Regions from separate parts of the Mus musculus genome. Here region 2 is linked to region 1. Evidence: chromatin contacts called from public HiChIP or PLAC-seq data. All regions are on one chromosome and are shown on one strand. The core of a region is the stretch at or near the end of the contact, and the rest is flanking DNA. Distances in the headings are between cores, read along the strand shown.

Region 1 (5,546 bases), core at 1,694-4,193:
TATAGTCAGGCACGGCAGAGGTAGGAGGATCAGAGGATCAGGTGATCCTCTGCTACATAGTGAGCTAAGGGCCAGTTTGGACTATATGAAATCCTATCTAAAAGTTAATAGAATGTTCACACTTCTAATCCTAGTACTCGAGAGGCAGAGGCAGGCAGATTTCTGTGAGTTCAAGGGTGGCCTCACTTATATATCATAGTCAACTGGGGGTACATAGGAAGACCTTGTCTCCAAAACCAAACAAACAAAATCACGAATCCTGGGTGCAGATGGGAGGAAATAGTACAGATTGAATTGTGGTTGTCTGCAGCTGGAGTGGTAAGGGGGCAAGGGCAGGTGGTGCTGCCAGGGACACAAATGCCATTTAGACGAGAGAAACACACTCAAGACATCTACTGCACAATGTGATGACTACAGTTAATAGCAATATAGAATATTCTTGAAAATGCAAGCAGATTTAAATATTCTCACCACAAAAAATGTGAGATAAGCATATGTTCTTTACTCACATTAGCTGTTCCATAATGTGTGCATACACGTACGTGCATGCATGCATGCACACGCACACACACACACACACACACACACACACACACAAATGCAAAGGATTTTTTAAAAAGTAAAACATTTAGGAGCTCAGTGGGTCAGGTATTTATTGTACAAATTCAAAGGTCTGACTTAAATTCCACCTAGCCCATGTAAAAAGCCAAGTATGGTGGTATGTGCTTATAATCCAAAACTGGGGAGGCAGAGACAGGAGAATTTCTCAGACTCAACGTCCAGCCCACCTAGTCTAACCAGGGAGCTTCAGGTCAATGAGAAACTCTGTCTCATAAGCAAGATGACTAGCTTTTTAAGGAACAATGTCAGAGGCCAATACACACACACACACGCACATATACAGGACACACATATATACAAGGAACACACACACAATAAAGATTTAAATAGGACAATAAAATATTATATTGTAGATTTGGTTTGGTTTGGTTTTAGACTAGAGAAAACAAGACAGTGTTGAAACTGGTTTTTAGTGTATAGGGCTCTTTATATTTTTTCACTATCTTTGTGAGTATTGAAATTTTTCAACATTAAAATTAGAAGAAAGATAAATTCACATGTCTATAGTTTCTATGGGAGAGCATGGTGGTGTTGCGCTTCAGCCTCATTTGGGTTATTTACAACGTAAGTGTTCTTGGACATAAAGGATGCTGGAGTCCAGCACAGCCTCAGAGCCCCTTCTATTAATTGAGAAACAGGGGCCAACATGACAACTGAGTGATGCAGCCACTCATGGCTCACCCGTGGAGGACCAGGATTCAAATCCAAACAGGGAGAACTTCCTTTTTCCTTACTCATGTGGAAAACCACCATCAAATGCACTTTCCCTGTGCCATTGCAAATTGCCTTGAGGTGGAATGAACGCCGATGAACTGGATTGCAGCAGCCTTTACAACTTGACAACTGTGAGTGTGTGTGTGTGTGTATGTGTGTGTGTGTGTGCGCGCGCGCGCACATTGAGGAGGTGGGGTGATTGCTATTATTTTCCCTGTTCTGTTTTCCTCACACAGTGGAGCAAAACTCAAGAGTTCACCATAAGAGAGCTGGGGAAATAACAAAGGAGAAAAGAACAGAAGGGGCTTAAGGCTGCCAAGCCAAATTCAATGTCAGCATTCCTGAAGGAAATGCTGATTTGAAGTGGTGTCGCAGTAGTCTGAATTACATCTACACCACCTAACAGCCCACCCTCCAGCTTTACCTGTGAACTTCATCAGCAAAGGCCTCCCATCTGACACAGGCTGCCCTCAGGGGCACCCCCTTGTTTCTCCCTTGGCGAATCTTTTTCATGAAAGCCATATGGCTCTCTGCCTTGGTCTCAGGCACAATAGCACGCGCCTGCCAACCGAGAGGTGTGACTTCTCTAATTGGCAAAGTCTGTTCGGATGTCTGGCCACCAGATGACAGACACCGCTGTTGACAGTTAGGAGGGTGCTGGGGGAAGCATGCGCTGTGTGAGGTAGAATTCTCCATGGGATCAACTCACTGTTGAACCACTGTTCCCTTCCCCCATCTCTGGACTGGACAGACGTCAGCAGCATAATTAGCTGTTTGGGGAAAAGAAAATACAGTATGAGACACTGGATGCCTCCTCGGGGACAGCTGCTCAGCAGAGATCCTCCCAAAATAACTCTAGAATGGAGAGGGAGAGACTGAGGCAAGCGAGTCCCAGAAGGAGGGAGAGGAGTAATGACGATGGTTAGTGGGGACTCAGATGTGTCCTCCGTGTCAGATCTGTCATTCCATGCTGGCAAGCAAAGGAACAGTGGTAAGCAAGCTCGTCAGCGTCATCAGAGGAAGTTCTGGTTGCTGGGTCAATGAGCCATCACGAGGACCGATTCAGACAGAGTGACTTAACATGGACCAGAGAAGTCAAGGGTCAGGAGCTGATCGCTTCGAAGCCTTCCTGACCCCAGCTTAGCTATTTTGGAAAAGTGAGTCCCTGCTCAGTGGTTCTCAAGTCTTACCAGGCACTGGAATCACTGGGAAGGCTCCCTGAGACTCAAGACTCTCTACCCAAGGCGCTGTTGAGTAGACGATGGAAAAGTCCGAGTTTGTATCAAGTGCCCACGTGGTACTAATGCTTGTGGACTAGACATTTCACTCTGAGAGCAATCAGTATAAAGCTTTGATCCCGAGGCTGAGTATTTAATACGACATTTATCTCTAAGTCGTTATTGGCTCCTTAATAGCTATCTGCCTCTTTTCCTGCAGTAATATCCAGTCAGCTGGGAGCACACAGCCAACCAAAAGAGAAACGAAAATTGTTAGCTCCCTTCCAGCTGGGTGTGACATGTGACATTATCATTGATGGGATGTTTATGAGCAGTTGTAACACATGCCACCTTCAGACTGTGGTCTTGAAGAAAGGCAGGCTCTTCCCCACTGTGGAATGGAAAAGGCAGGCAGCCAAGTGCTCTGATGATTCAGTAAAATAGATTCCTTCAGACATCTTGAACTCAATTATGGAAAAAAATCAAACTCTTCTCATTATTTAAGCCTCTGCTGTTTTGGATGTCTGTCCACCACAGCCAGATCTAGATCCTGACTGAAACAAGACAGACATCCGCAAAAATGTAAGAGTAGGGGAGATAGACAAGCTAAAAGAAGCAAAAGAAAGACGACTGAAACCTTATTAGCCTCCTAGTATGTAGCAAAGACTAATCTAGGGAGCTAGATGTCTCAACAACCATCTTTAGTTGGTTTGGCTAGGATTTAGCATTGCCAAAAGTCATTTAGCTGTTTCTAAAGAGTTCATTTCAATTTACAATTATAGAAAATGTTCCCTAGTCATTTTCCACCCTAAATTATACCTATAATCTTCTTATGCTGGATTGTTAACTGATACACAATTATGTTTCTAGAAGGAGACTAGAATCCCAGCAGATGATTTAAAATAAAGTTAAGTGGATGTAATTTGTGTTTATTTTTGTCTTATTGAAACCAAATACTATAGAATTGCAATGTCAGTTTGACTGTGATGGTTTGAGGTAAGTAAATGGAGTTGTCCTTTGAAGAGTCTCTCTGAGGATAATATATAGGGCGAAGACCAGAATTGGCCAGGAGGAAAGGAGGGGCAGGGCTGTGCCTTACCACCATCACATGCCGTTTGCACTTTCATCCATGTCTCCTTCCAGAATCACAGATCCTGCACTGATTTCTGAAAACATTAAGTTTCAAATCAGAAGAATTCATTCCTATCGAAACACCTCACTTCTGGTAAACTATACACAGAGAATCTCACTACTGGTCCATTATACATAGAACATCTCACTGGTGGTCCACTATATGCAGAGCATCTCACTGATGGTCCATTATACACAGAGCATCTCACTGGTGGTCCACTATATGCAGAGCATCTAACTGATGGTCAACTATACAAACAGAAGCTCCTATGTCTTGCAGCATTGATGAGTTCATAAAGCACTTTGCAGAGCGCTGTTGTGTGAGCTTCCTGCTACTGTGACAAACACTAAGGCAAATCAACTTTAGGAGGGAAGGGTTTTTTTGGCTCATGATCCAAATGGTTCCTTATTTTGGGGCCTGAGGGGAGAGAGACTCATATGTCAAAGTGCATGGTGGAGGTAGCTGCTCTTTTCTTGGTATCCAGTCCCAGTATTCCCTTTAAGGACATACCCTATGTGATTTAACTACCCTCCCAATGGGCCACGTCTCTTAAAATGGTCTACTGTCACCCAGTAGGACCAAATGCTGGAAACTAAACTTTTAAGACACTGCCTTCAGGCAACATATCTATAATAGTTACTTTATCCTAATTGAGAAGAGTCCAGGTATTTTTTCCTTCTTAAATACATTTCTGGTTTTTATAACTCATAACATCATGAAATTGCTGACAGTGTTACATAGAGGTTTTACACCAATAAATTTGTTCCCAAAAATCCCTGGCCAGGCCCCCTTACTCTACGCGGCTCACTTGGAGTGCTTCAACTTAAGAGTGGTGGTTAGTTAGATCCAGACTGCAAACATTGGGTGAACTGTCTTCTGGTATTTCTCCCTATCTTCAGACTCCAGAACAGTACCTGATATAGATCTTGCTCACTAAAGATAGAAATAATCAACGAATATAATGTACATGAAAGCAAGTATTGTTGGCATTGAGATAAACACAGTGACGTCCTAATGTCCCACAATGCAACACGCCTGATGGAGGCGTGTAAAGCCAGCGGGAAAGGATCCCACCTTTCCTTTGTAATTAAGTCTTTGGCAGAGCTGCACCATGATTAAAGGTGAGCACATATGTGGCTGGCATTCAGTTTCATGGAGTCATTAGGAAGCAAGTGCTTATTTATAAAAAGCCACCGACAATACCTACAGTGTGACAGAACATGCATGCTAATTAGACTTTGCAAGAAGTACACAGAAAATATATTTAAGCCAATACATTAACTAAGCAGCCTTCAGATCACTTTGAAATTTCTGCAAGGGTGTCTCTTGCAACACCCCCTGTGATTTCATCAGATTCCAACTGCAACTTTCAAATTACTGTGTGACCGCAGACCTCCCTAAAGTCTGATGTCACAGATGACAGATAATTTCACTATCCTGTTAGGAATGTCTGTCTAAGAAACTAAAAATAATGTGTTCTCTTCCACCTTGGAAAGGATGATGAGACAATGTCCTCCCAGATAATAATCATTCTTTTTTTGAATATCTAAATCTGTCTTTTTAAGATACAAAGAAAATAAAAAGGGAAGAAGGAGATGTAACAGGGATGCAGGAAAGAGAGGGAAGTTTGGGGCACATGCCCAGAGAGAAGAGACTACCCTCTGTGGATTTCTCAGGAAGATCAGAGGTGGGCAGGAGAGTGCTGCCAAGAAACACCTTTCAGGGGCCTGCAATTATACTGTTTTTACCTGTCTGTCTGTCTATCTATCTATCTATTTTATTAGTTGAGACAGTCTCATTATGATGCCCTAATTGGCCTGGTACTTGGTATACAGACCAGGCTGATCTTGAATTTGTGGTAA
Region 2 (5,869 bases), core at 1,586-4,085, 200 kb after region 1:
GAGGGACTTGAGGATTAAAGACGGGATGGAAGAACAGAGTCTGTTACAAAAACTTAGAAGCCATTCTCAACCAGTGTCGGATTAAATCACGGGTTTGGGTCAGACAATAAGACAGTATCTTACCAGGTACGAGTGAATTAAAAAGCTGAACTGTAAGAACAGTTTAAAGAACTGCAGCTTTATAGGCTGGAGAGACAGCTCAGCAGCTCAGGCCAGGGAACCTACTACAGTTCCCAGCAGCTCAGGCCTGGGAATCTAGTCCAGACCCCAGCAGTCAGTCCTAGGAACCTTGTCTAGTCCGCAGAAAGCTGAGTGTGGCAGGCAGCACTACTTGTAACCCATTCCTGGGAAAGCAGACAGACAGGAGGAGTCACTGCTCACCCAGTCTCGCTAAATGAGCTAGCTGCAGGTTCAGTGAGAGTGAGAGTCCCTTTCTCAAAAACAAAGAAGAGAATAACTGAGAAAGATGCCCATGTAGTCCTCTGGCCTCTGTAGACATGCAAACACACTGGCAAGAATACCTGAACAGCATGCATCACACACACACACACACACACACACACACACACACACACACACACACACACACACACACACACAGGCACAGATTTTCAAATGCTGATTAACTACAGTAGCTCAAGTCAAGAATAAGGGTCCTGGGCTGGAGAGACGGCTCAACCGTTAAAGGCTAGGCTCACAACCAAAAATATAAGTGTAAGGGTCCTGTTAGAGATCCCGCTCCAAACCAACACTGTGTGCAGGACTGTGGAGGTGAATGGGTGCTGCCAGTGAATTAAATAGTTTTTGCTTGTTTATTTACCTAACAGCTTGTAGTAGATATTTTGAGTCTAGGACCAGTGAGAATAGAGTGTGAGAAAAATGCCACAAGATGTGACATTTGCCTTATAATGTGTGACTGTTTGTCATTTGTGTGTCACTCTTGTGAGGGGGAAAAATGGCCCAGAAACGTTAAGTCCAGAGTGGTGCTATCTTTCTTCTGAACAACTGTTACATTCTAATGTGTGTAAACTTATTTAGATGGCTACACCAAAACAAGACAGCTGATACTAACTTAAATTGGAAATTGCCTCATTAGTGAGTCAATTCATGATTACTCAGTCACCTGAGTAAGACTGGGCTTGTCCCCGATTGCAGCAAGATCCCCCAACATCCTGACATCACCTGAAATTGGTGCTCGCTCTTTTTCACTTTGATTTAACTAGAAGTAACTTGATGAAGGTTAGCATGCGTTAGGAGACAAGCCTGGGCTGCCAGCTCTTCATTCTTCTTCACTGTCTGGAGCGGTTCCCAGGCTGGGAGCAGTGAAGGTTGGTTGCTGTGAAGAGCCAGTGGGTGATCTTTATGTTTTTCAATGATGAAATGTCTCCATCTAGTGGAATTTCAGAGCAGTAAACACTCACTATTAAAATGAAGGTAAAGCCTTTTTCTTAAACACATGGTGGTCAGTATAACTTCCAATATGCATTTAGATGCTAGACTTACAACTACATATATTTCTGTGGGGCTAGAAATGGGAACAGTGCTGACTTAAAATGTTAACTTGGTTTTCTCCTTGGGGGTGGGGATGGGCTCCTGGCCTTGTGTGCACTAGGCAGGCACGCGGCCACAAAGCATCTACGTCATGAGATGTACAAGGCAGAGGCACACATGCACACATGCACGAATGGTAGCTAAGAGAGATGTTCACTTGACAAAGGACATGGCTCTCCTTGGGGGAGTTTTGTCTATGTAAATTCTTTGATGTGTATAAATATTTCAAATAAGAATATGGACACAATGTGATTATAATTAAACAGTTTTCTGGGTAAGAGAACTACAGTATCACTCTCATGGTTGATCTGTTAGTTTAATAAGGTTAAAAAGGAAAGATGCTAGGAGTTTCTTTGTTTGTTTGTTGTCTCACTATGTAGCCCTGACTGTCCTGGATCCCACTTTGTAGACCAGGCTGGCTTTGAACTCATTGAGATTCACCTGGCTCTATTTCCAAGTGCTTGGACTAAATGTGTGCTCTAACACCCCTAACCAAGAAATAGGTTTTATAATCCCTCAAAATTAGAGAGATAGCTCAGGAGTTAAGAGTGTGCTGCCAGCACCCACATCAATAAGCTCATAACCATCTGTAGCTCCAGCAGGATAGAGGTCTCTGGTATCCAAGGGCACCTCCACTCCTCTGCACATTACTGCATAGAGAGGCACACATGCCTACACATAATTTTTTAATATAATTTTTTAAAACTTATATTAGCACTTTGGGTGTGTGTGTGTGTATGTGTGTGTTTTCTACTGTTATTTATCTCATAGCCACACCCACTTGGATGAGTTCCCATTTTATTCTTTTATTCTGTGACTTTCTAAAGCCCCACCAGATGTCACTGGTCCTTGGTACCCCTGCTCAGAAGTTTTTTCTGTAGGGAACCTGAAGGAGGGAGGACTCTGGCTTAACAGGAGGCCAGGGTGTCTACCTAATGTTGACCTGGGGAAGGTCTTCCCAGCCCAAAATCAGTACGTTTTCTTCCCTGACTGAGCATCAACAGAGCCCAGCCAAAGACAATTTTAAAAAAAAGAAAAAGAAAAGAAAGGCCTGAGGTTTCTCTTGTTACCTTCACAGACTAAAAAAAGAAGAAAAGGAGGTGATGTGTCTGTAATGGTCAGAGGCTGAGGCGCCTAATATGGTGACCGGCAGGCCTGTTTCCCTGGCCCTCATAGATAGAGAGGCTTTCATTTGGTGCAAGTCACAGCTAAACTCCACGCACATGATCATTGGCCCACCCACTGTTAATGGGAGGAAGCTCACATGCCATAAACCTTCATGAATCCAAGCGTATGGATAATAGTTCTATATATAGTGACTGTAAACTGAGAGTCGGAAGTGCCCTTCCTGATTCACACTCTGAGAATTTTGCTGCAGTGGCTCAGAGATCTCTTCTGCCCTCCAGCTACACAACTGCCTGGCCTCCATCTGAATCTGGGGGTGGGGGTGGGGGGAGCTATGAATGTTTAATAGAGTAACATCCTGTTGAGAGTGTCTGAGGAAATCCTGTTATGTGGTGTTCTTATACTACCTGCAGAAGGTCATGTCTTCTTCCTACTTCGTCAAGAGCAAGCTTGATAGGTCCACTAAGCATACATCCAACCCTCACTGGGCCTCCTACTGCTTCTCCAAAGTAAACTGAGGCTGGTGTGTGTACTCCACACACACACACACACACACACACACACACACACCCCTCATTCAAGATTGCCTCCTACCCAGAAAGATGCTCCTCCCCGAGCCCTAAGTGGGAAAGTTTCCGTTTCAGGATCTCCTGATGATGCCCTTGAACTCCTCAACCTCCTACTGGGATTTCCACCCTTAGCTTATGTGGGGCCGGGTATTGAACCTAGAGCCTCGTGCACGTAAGAAAAGCACTCTGACTTCAGCGCGTGGTGCTTTGGATTTCTTAGGGCCCGTGTTGAAAGTTTGCAGAAGGGGGCACAAGGCTACAGAAAAGGCATAGGGTCGGCCTGCAGAATTCCCAGCTGGATGGTGCGTTCAATTCATGTCCCTTCTTTTCCTTTGCAGGGAAGGAGACTGGTGGGAAGCCCGCTCCTTGACAACCGGGGAAACTGGTTACATTCCCAGCAATTACGTGGCTCCAGTTGACTCCATCCAGGCAGAAGAGTATGTTGTTGTTGTTGTTGTTGTCTGTCTAAATATCTGCTTTTAATTGTCACATAAAATGCCAGTGACACAGCACAGGAGCGAGAAGACCTTTCCCAGTGGTTAAGGGTTGAGAGGCTACAGTCCTGCTGTGCTGTCGAGTCTGCGCAGTACACTGTTATTCACTTCGTGGTTTCCTTTGAGCCCGTCCGTTTTCTGATTGAGAAGCTCTATGTGAGTACCCTAGATGAAAACCCAGTAACTTGCTCCAGATGAAAAACCAATGTGGGGAAACCACAGCTGCAGTGTGTGTTACTGAGAGCCCACCGTGCGCCTGCAGTCTGCTCCCTGAGCACTTGGGAGGCAGATAATTATGAGAGATTAAGCCCACACACACACACAGGAGTCCTCTGCTTGATAATCAGAAATACTGAGCCTTCTGAAAAGACATAGCTTTTTGTTCCCCAGGCAGAAGAGCAACTTGGAAACTACTGCAGTTGTGGGCTTCGAGGGATATTTTCCTTGGACTGAGGTCTCGGTTGGTGTTGTGGCTGGTCGACCTTGACCAGCAGTTATTTGGCCCCACCCTCCCACTGGAGGGAGGCAGTTTTGGAAAGTGGTAGGAGTCTGGGGCTCTCAAAGGATGGCTGACTGGTCATTGTTCATTCTCTTTCCAGAGAAACCTGTAGGAACTCTTAGGAAATGGGGAGGGAGGTTGATGTCCCAAGCTCAGGAACATGGATGGCCTCTACCCCACCTACAGGGACAGACCTCACCAGAAAGAGAAAGGAGTCACTGTCGGTTGCTCACGGCCTGCAGCCTGCTGTGGATTTGCGGAGGCACAGCACAGAGGAGTAGACCTTCACCCTAGCCTAATCCTCATGCGTCCATCATTCTTCTTTAAGTCTTTTGTACTCCTACACTTCGATCTGTTTCTGCTTCTCCAGCACTGTGTTTTGAGCTGTTTTACCCCCTTCGTTACTAGTGTGTTTCATTATCAGAAAATAGGAAATATGTGTATTTGTATTGAATTTTTAGGACAGATTGGTAAATATCTCCTGTGTCTTTTCGGAATTTAAAACTTAACTACAAAGTAACATTCCTTTGATTTAACTGAGAATCCACTTGGGGGTGCATATTTAAGTCATATTTATAATGATAAGGTTTTTTTTTAATATTTTGGGCTTTTTAGAGTATAAGTTAGCTTTTTAAAATACAGCCTGTGGTTTTTACACGTGCAATTAATCGGTATTTTGCACAAGCAGCGTGTGGTTAAGTGTAACCTCTTGTTCTGCAGGCCTTCCTCTCACCAGTTTTACACAGCATTTTAATTGAGTTACTGATACAAACCAAAAAAAGACATTTCTCACATAGCTGGTGTCGTATCCTTTACAGCAGCTATTGCTACGCTGGGATTGTGGAGAGTTTGGGTACTTCTCAAGTCACTGAAGGTGACGCTCCTTCGGTGAAATTCTTTGACTCACAGAAGGATCTGATGGTGAACTTCCTAGCTACATTCAGGCATGGTGAATTGAAGCTTCATTTTTAAAACCATTTGCTTTCATAGATGAATACTGTGATGGTTTGGTCCTGAAAGCTGCTCCTACTCACAGATTCTGGTGGAATGTTCCAGAACTCTCCCTTGGGCTCTTGGCATACTTATCCTCTCATATACAATCCAGTGCTGAAATGTGAACGGATTGCCGGGCGTTGGTTAGGACTCAGCAGCTCAAGTGGAGAGACAAAAGACGCATTCCGGTCCTGAGGAGGCCTGTGAGGCTTCCTGCCACGGCACAAGTGTGCTGTCAGTGCTGTTGCAAGGGAATGTTAAAATGTCTGCACCACCGACTCATTTTTATGGACATGCCCATTAACCGTGCACAGCTTTCTCTCAGATGTGCAGTAAGCAATCCCTGCAGCTGTGTCAGAGAAGCGCAACTGCAGGGCACAGGCCAGGTACTTGGTAAACGCTCCTCACGAATGCTGGACAGGGAGAGAAAATCAAACCAGGCTTCCAAGAACAGCAGCCATCTCAGATCAGGGGTAGAGCTGAGTTCCCGTCTTCAGAATTCCTGTAGGTAGAGACTAAGTAGAAGTGTTATCTGTCTTCCTTCTTTATCCATCCTGAGTGGGCTCCTTTAAAAAAAAAATCATGCTTGATTGATGATCCTTATACTAGAGCTGAGTCTTGGTATTTCCCAGGAGTTG

What was found. HiChIP or PLAC-seq counts read pairs in DNA pulled down with a chosen protein or histone mark.
Region 2: an H3K27ac HiChIP or PLAC-seq map of embryonic fibroblasts shows a contact between it and region 1, with 2.6 times the contacts expected there. The contact joins two enhancer-like sites. A contact is called at or near these places in 1 of 15 datasets of contacts at CTCF or cohesin (the NIH/3T3 cell line), 2 of 484 Hi-C or Micro-C datasets (bone marrow-derived macrophages and cerebellum), 3 of 115 datasets of contacts at active chromatin or transcription factors (effector CD8 T cells, embryonic basal ganglia and embryonic fibroblasts) and 3 of 9 other capture datasets (adipose tissue, embryonic stem cells and liver).

Annotation. Positions count from the first base shown.
Region 1 is chr10:39,319,453-39,324,998 of GRCm38.p6, forward strand. No RefSeq gene overlaps it. Among named protein-coding and RNA genes, the nearest start is that of Gm31616, 47 kb to the right of the region's middle. Within about 2 kb of position 2,944, at least 41 of the 459 cell types and tissues checked have an H3K27ac peak or open chromatin away from gene starts, as enhancers often do. A contact at or near this core is called in embryonic fibroblasts, where this site is marked.
Region 2 is chr10:39,519,171-39,525,039 of GRCm38.p6, forward strand. It overlaps Fyn (Fyn proto-oncogene), which reads left to right. Exons shown (of 14, transcript NM_001122893.1): 6 at 3,584-3,682. Among named protein-coding and RNA genes, the nearest start is that of Gm40627, 68 kb to the right of the region's middle. Within about 2 kb of position 2,836, at least 32 of the 459 cell types and tissues checked have an H3K27ac peak or open chromatin away from gene starts, as enhancers often do. A contact at or near this core is called in embryonic fibroblasts, where this site is marked.